Regions from separate parts of the Mus musculus genome. Here region 2 is linked to region 1. A link is a contact called in public HiChIP or PLAC-seq data. All regions are on one chromosome and are shown on one strand. The core of a region is the stretch at or near the end of the contact, and the rest is flanking DNA. Distances in the headings are between cores, read along the strand shown.

Region 1 (3,124 bases), core at 510-3,009:
TGCTCGGGAACAGAGTGCGAGAAGAGGGAGCCAGCACTAATGGGCTACAGCTTACTTTTGAAAATGTCATAAAATTAGATAGTGTTAATGATTGGTGTACTATCCAAACGGAGTAGTTCAGAACGCACGAGTGTATGTGACGTGATCTATGCGTCTCTTGCTTTCCTTCGAGACAGGCTGGCTTGAACTTGTTATGGACTCAAGGGTGGCCTCTTAAGCCTCTCAAGCTCTTAAGTGAGCGTAAGGCCTCTCAGCCTCTACCTCCCAAGTGCTGGCGTTGCAGGCTGGGGCCTCCATGCCTCCTTTTCTGTGGGATCGGGCGTTGATCCCTCAGCCATGCATATGTGTGGCATGGACCCTAACAAAACGACCTATGTCCCAAGTTTGGAAGCTCATGTTTTTTTAAAATGAGGTATCTCATTTAAAACACACACACACACACACACACACACACACACACAAAACAAAAAACAGACAATGAATGGATCAATGTGTCTCTGGTTAAAGAGTTTCCCCCAATCTGGTGACAGAGAGAGAGGAAGTCAAACAGAACCTCCTGAGTCCCCAAAACTCCTAAATGTCTTCAAAAGGATTTTCCCCGGCAAAGTTCAAATCAAGTACGAGTGATGAAGTGAAAACGTTTTCAGACATAAAATCCTCTTCCTCAGACAACCACTACTGGAGGAGGGCACAGAGGTCAAGGGCTTGCTCAGCTAAGTGTGGGACCCTCGGTCCTAGACCCAGCACTTAAGGAAAAGCCAGGAGAAAGGTAACTGCTATTGGGTAAGGACGACCAGTGAGAGACTTTGGAGCTGTCAGTCCTGAATGGGACACTGTTATCGAACTCCTCCCCTCAAGGCTTAAGGTCTGTGTGGAAGAGGAGACAGACAGACAGACTGACTGTAAGAGCCAGAGGTGGGGGATGAAGCCAAGGAACAACGTCTTCTAGACCCGACAAGGTTGCTACACGTACGAACTCACAGAGACTGTGACACGTTCAAGCTAGACAAAATCCCAGCACAGAGAAGGGGAAGCGGACACAAAGTTCCATCCCTAACCAAGAAGCTATTTGGAGATGGTTCCTGCTGGGAAAGGGACACTCAGTTTTCCCGGGTGGGGTGTCTATCAACCACACTCCAGATCCTATGCTCTTCCCGGCATGTCCAATCTCGGAGAGAACCTGCAGATATTGCCGGTACCATCTCATGCTTCCTGAATAAGAGATTTTTTTTTTTAACATAGCCTGTTTTTTTTTTTGGGGGGGGGTTGTTTGTTTGTTTGTTTTGTTTTGTTTCGAGACAGGGTTTCTCTGTATAGCCCTGGCCGTCCTGGAACTCACCTTGTAGACCAGGCTAGCCTCGAACTCAGAAATCCGCCTGCCTCTGCCTCCTGAGTGCTGAGATTAAAGGCGTGCGCCACCACGCCTGGCGATTTTTTTTTCAAAGCTGCAGGAAGGCCACACAAACTTTGTATAATAGATTGCCCCTGCCACAAGGGTCCTCTCCTGACACAAACAGAAAGATGCACCCAAAGAATGCTTTCTCTTTTCTCAAGAATGGAACTTAGAATTTCCTGATAGAATTTTATCTAAATGAGAGGGGACTGATATATCCCGGTGACCTAATAGCTTTGTTGGTTGCTACAGAGACTGATAACACTAAAAGGTTGTTAGTTTCAAAAGGGAAACCTGCCAATTGTTGGTTTCTGGCTGCGTCCCGGTCTATAACTTGCAGTTCTGATTTCTGCCACACGAGGGCACTATCGGAAAGCAAAACGCAGTATTTCCGTGGTCAAGGATGCTGAAGGAAAGGCTAGAGTTCAAAGACTGGGCGAGTGGTGGAAATTTGCATGTGTTCTGAGCAGAGCAGGTGGCTCTAACAGGCAAATTTGAGGCAGAGTCTAAAGAGATTCCTTTGAGGCATTGTGTCCTGCCACAGGAGCCTTTAGCAGCTCCCCAGATTGGGGGATGGGCTTATTAAGGACACACACCTGCAGGGTGTAGAATGGCAAGGCCTGTCCCTTATGCTTATTCCTTATGTCAGAGGGACTGGATTGAAGATCGGTGGGTGCCTATGTCCTTGTCCAAGAAGGGGAACATCACTCAGGAACACAAGGAATCCTGGCATTAAGCTCTAGGTGGAGGGGCTGGCAAGTTGGCGGGGTCAAAGAGGAACAAGGTCACAGGGAGAATACCAATTAGACAAACTGGTCTGCTGGAGTTCATTATAGATGTTAGTTCTCCCCCAAAGGAGGAACCAGAGACTAAAGGTGGGGGTAGGGCCAGGGAGACTGAGGTTGAAGCTAGGCATCCTGGGGGACAGATACAGGCTTCTCTGAACTCCAAAGTCCTCAAATATAAAGTATATGAGAGTATACACTGGGCAGGTCTTAATGATACAGGTCTGTAACCCTAGCCACTTAGAGCCCAAGGCAGGAGGATCACAAGTTCAAGGCCTGCCTAAGCAATTGAGTGAGACTCTTTCAAAATAAAAAGTAAACAGAGCATAGGAGGTCTAGCTTGGTGGTAGAGTGCTTACCGAGCAAGTATTCAGTAACACACACACACACACACACACACACACACACACACACAGAGCAAACAGTAAACACTATCCAGTTGTTTTTATTGCTGATTGCCGATGTTACTTGTTCCCTTCAACGATCGATCCTTAGAAGTCAGATCTGTGTGGTGCCTGTGAATGTAGGCTACCATGACTGAGCTCAGAGACATGAACTGTTGCTCATATAGAATTCCAAATAGAAGTTTCAAACCGGATTCACATTACTCATGGTGCACACTAATTCTCTGGGAGCCCCAGGCACTCTTAGGCTTCTGGGAGTGCCTCACTGTCCTAGCAACATCCTGATGGCATCACCACACCACAAGCTCAGTGCTCTGCCACCCATGTCTACAGCCTGAGGGGCGAGGCTCCCATCCCTGCCATTGCTTTTATCTTTTCCTTGTCCCTGGGGTCTCTCAGTTCTGAGCTTCGCAACCTAATATATGTATCACAGAAGCCCAGAAAGCCTCCTACTTGGTGGAGGAGAGGGAGAGAGAGAGAGAGAGAGAGAGAGAGAGAGAGAGAGAGAGAGAGAGAGAGAAGAGAGAGAGAAGAGAGAGAGC
Region 2 (3,426 bases), core at 387-2,886, 290 kb after region 1:
GCCTAAAAGTAAACTAGAACCAAACATAGTACTAGACTGTGTTATAAAGGTACAATGAAGTACTTAGGGCCCAGCAGCTAGTGTGAAGCCAGGTTAACTATTGCTAACTCACTTCGTGTAAGTAACCAGGAATGCCTCTCCCTTGATGAGCAGTAATCTTATGACAAAGAGAAGCAGCCGTTCTTCAGCTTCATTCTGATTAAGACTGAAGAGCACTATCACTGTCACACTTCATCAGGAAAACAATCCTCTAAGCACTGTTTTATCATCTTTAGATCAAGAAGGATTTTCTCTGTCTTTTTTTCTATTTTAGCATAGGGATTTTTAAGTCCTCTGGGCTTTGTATCTGAATTAAATTCAGGTCATCAGGGTGGCAGCAAAACACCTTTACCTAACATTAAACCACCAGGCTGGCCCCTCAGAAAAGATTTTTTAAAACATCGCCATCTGCTGAATCTTTGAACAGTTATGTCAATATCAGTGTTTGACAAACACTGATATTGTCATAACTAGATATCTTCCTATCTGGGAAGATCACTACACTTCTTACCGCACACTGAAGTACATGAAATTAAATTTACGTATAATTTTATTCAGATAAAAGGGTTTAATTTGGCTCATTGAAACCCTGAATGATCACAGATTGTGTGGTGTTTCTGTTCATCTTTGATAGTATGATTTACTTTACTACCACGAATACACTCAGGAATAATAACTAGTCAGCACTTCTCATCCATGCTCCCTCTTTTACCAGCAGTATGCCACTTGTGATCACTGAGGACTTTGTATCTAGGGCCATGGAATAAAGAGAATGAGATGTGTCATCTAGAGTATATTGAGTGTCACTCTCAGAGATCCTTTGTCACACTTAAGGGACAGTCTTCTGCCTGACCCAGCTGGATCTGCTGTGCATTTTTTGAAATTTATGCAAATGACCCAAATAGAAAAACTGGTTTCCCTTATGCCCTATGAGGTATGATCTCTGATCTGTTTGTACAAATTTGTATTACTGTCCCCACAGCCAGCCTGTGCAGTGCTGGGAATCAAAACTCAGAGCTTTGGGCATGCTAGACAAGTGCTTTTCAAACTGAGCTATGTCCCCAGACTCCTCTTTCCTCTCTAATCATGAATAGATAGGGTCCAAACAGCTTTGAATTAACTTAAGATAATTGTCCCTGCCATTACCCTTGTGAAAGTACTTACATACATTTTGAAAAGCACATTTAACTGCTTACCAAAAAGAATGAACATAGATATTCTTTAAAGCATAAGCAACAAAAGGACAGTAAGACAGAACTTCCCAAACCAGGAAGTTAGACTACTGTTTGTCAGAGAAACTACTGTGTCTCAAAAGGCATGGCTGGAGCATGCTCTGCTGTTAAGCTCCACTCAGCAAGTGCTTCCTTTGCACACATAGATAACTGCTTTGTTTACTGGAAACCAACATGATCAAAGCTGGTAATTTTGCCTAGTGAGTAGGTAGACTATTTAACTGTTTTGTTTTTTCATTTAGTAAAGGAGACAGTTGCTGTGTTGGCAGAAGTGTGAATTTCATTTCCTGTCTGTGGTGTACCCCATTCATCCTGTCACTCAGACATTTTGTCTTAGATTGTTCCCGTAATGGCAGTGAGACTGGTCCACAACACAGTGACATGTGCACACCACGGATGTAACAAGAGACAGGGCTTGCGCAACAAACCACAAGAGAGCAGTGCTTTTTTTAAAGATGAAAACAAAACAAAATCAGGGCAGCCTCTCCTAGCCAATAGTCAGGTTTTTAAAATGAAATCTATAAATTATGGTGTTTGTTTTTTTAAAAATGTATCCAATCTCTCTGACTGGTCACAACCTCAAAAGTTTTATCAATCTTATATCACTTTATTGAAGCATGAGATTGAGCCATAAGTGAGCATTATAAAGTTGATTTCAGCCTGCCTACTCATTTACCATAAACAATGTCATTTTATGACCCATTAATCTACCATATACGTAGAGTTCTATAGCATTTATTTTGAGTCAGGGTCTCATGATGTAGCCCTTGGTGTCCTGTAACTTGCCATGTAGACCAGGACCTGTCCTCACAGAGATGGGCTCAACCAGTGTGCTCAGTGATGGAACCGTGCAAAGAGCTGGGGGTAAACTAGGAGGAATTTATTAGTTACCACAAATCTTTTGAGCACTTAATGAATTTCTGGAAGGGTTTCTTGTGCTGAGGATACAATGATGAGCAAGGTTAGGTCCTTGCATCCAAGGAACTTATGTGCTAATAACTACAATCGATAACACACATGAATAAATGTTTTAGTTCATGAAAATATCCTGAAAGGAAGAAAACAGGACAACAGGATAGATGTATTGGGATAAAGGACAAGAGGGATGGTGGTAGTAAAGCTGAGATTTAAACACTTACCAGTTCAGAAGACTCAGGTAGAGATAGTTAAGTACAAGGCCTGGAGAAGGGGCCTTGAGTACTGAAGAGGCGGAAGAGGGGAACCAGGGTAGTTCACAGTAAACAAGCAGAGGTGGGCAGCATAAGGGCAGAGGTAACTTGCTTCACTGCAAGCTGTTCTGTGGGCCTCACAGACCAAGCTATATAGACTGACTCTTCATTCTTAAATACGAAGGAAAGACACATTAACAGAGTTTTACACAGCAATGCTATAATCTGGATATACTTTAAAGCACTCTGGCTGCTATTTGCTAAGAGAGTAACAAAACTACCAAAAGGCTTTTTGCTAGTACAGTTTCTGAGATTTGGTTTACACTAGAGACAAAGTAAAGAGAACAAAGATAGAAAATTAGCTGTGAACTAAAGCTAGAAAGTGATAGAAATATGGGTGTTCATAATGTTCTTCCTAGTTTAAAAATATTTATTTATTTTGTGTGTGTGTGCCTATGTGTATGTATATATATATATATATATATATGTGTGTGTGTGTGTGTGTGTGTGTGTGTGCCTATGTATATGTATGTATATGTGTGTGTGTATATATATATATGCACCAGGTGTGTACAAGTGCTGGAGGAAGCAAGAAGAGGTTAGAGCCCCTGGAATTGGAGTTATGGGAGTTGTGAGCTCATTAATATGGGCTTCAGGAGCTAAACTTGAGTTATCTACAAGACAGCAAAGAACTTTTAACCCTCAAAGCATCTCTCCCACCTTGCTACCCCTGCACACATACATACATACACACACACACACACACACTACTTTTGTATAAGTTTGAAAGGTTTTGTTTTGTTTTTGCTTGGTTAAATGGTTTGGTCTGAGATGTTCTTACTATGTAGACCAGGCTGTCCTCCAGTTTATATTTGCCTGCCTCTGCCTCCTGAGATCTGGGATTAAAGGCATTCACCACCATGCCCAGCTGTTTGACAACTTGTATTAAAAAGCTTTTTTTTTAAGATTTATTTATTTATTTATTT

Evidence for each region. HiChIP or PLAC-seq counts read pairs in DNA pulled down with a chosen protein or histone mark.
Region 2: a contact with region 1 is called in a RAD21 HiChIP or PLAC-seq map of pro-B cells, with 3 times the contacts expected there. The contact joins two enhancer-like sites. A contact is called at or near these places in 2 of 15 datasets of contacts at CTCF or cohesin (the NIH/3T3 cell line and pro-B cells), 1 of 484 Hi-C or Micro-C datasets (nephron progenitors), 4 of 115 datasets of contacts at active chromatin or transcription factors (DN3 thymocytes, embryonic basal ganglia, embryonic stem cells and 1 more) and 3 of 9 other capture datasets (adipose tissue, liver and pancreatic islet).

What each region holds. Positions count from the first base shown.
Region 1 is chr11:77,098,577-77,101,700 of GRCm38.p6, forward strand. The region is part of intron 17 of Efcab5 (EF-hand calcium binding domain 5); the gene reads right to left. Among named protein-coding and RNA genes, the nearest start is that of Nsrp1, 22 kb to the left of the region's middle. Within about 2 kb of position 1,760, at least 27 of the 459 cell types and tissues checked have an H3K27ac peak or open chromatin away from gene starts, as enhancers often do. A contact at or near this core is called in pro-B cells, where this site is marked.
Region 2 is chr11:77,384,910-77,388,335 of GRCm38.p6, forward strand. The region is part of intron 2 of Ssh2 (slingshot protein phosphatase 2); the gene reads left to right. Among named protein-coding and RNA genes, the nearest start is that of Coro6, 77 kb to the right of the region's middle. Within about 2 kb of position 1,637, at least 160 of the 459 cell types and tissues checked have an H3K27ac peak or open chromatin away from gene starts, as enhancers often do. A contact at or near this core is called in pro-B cells, where this site is marked.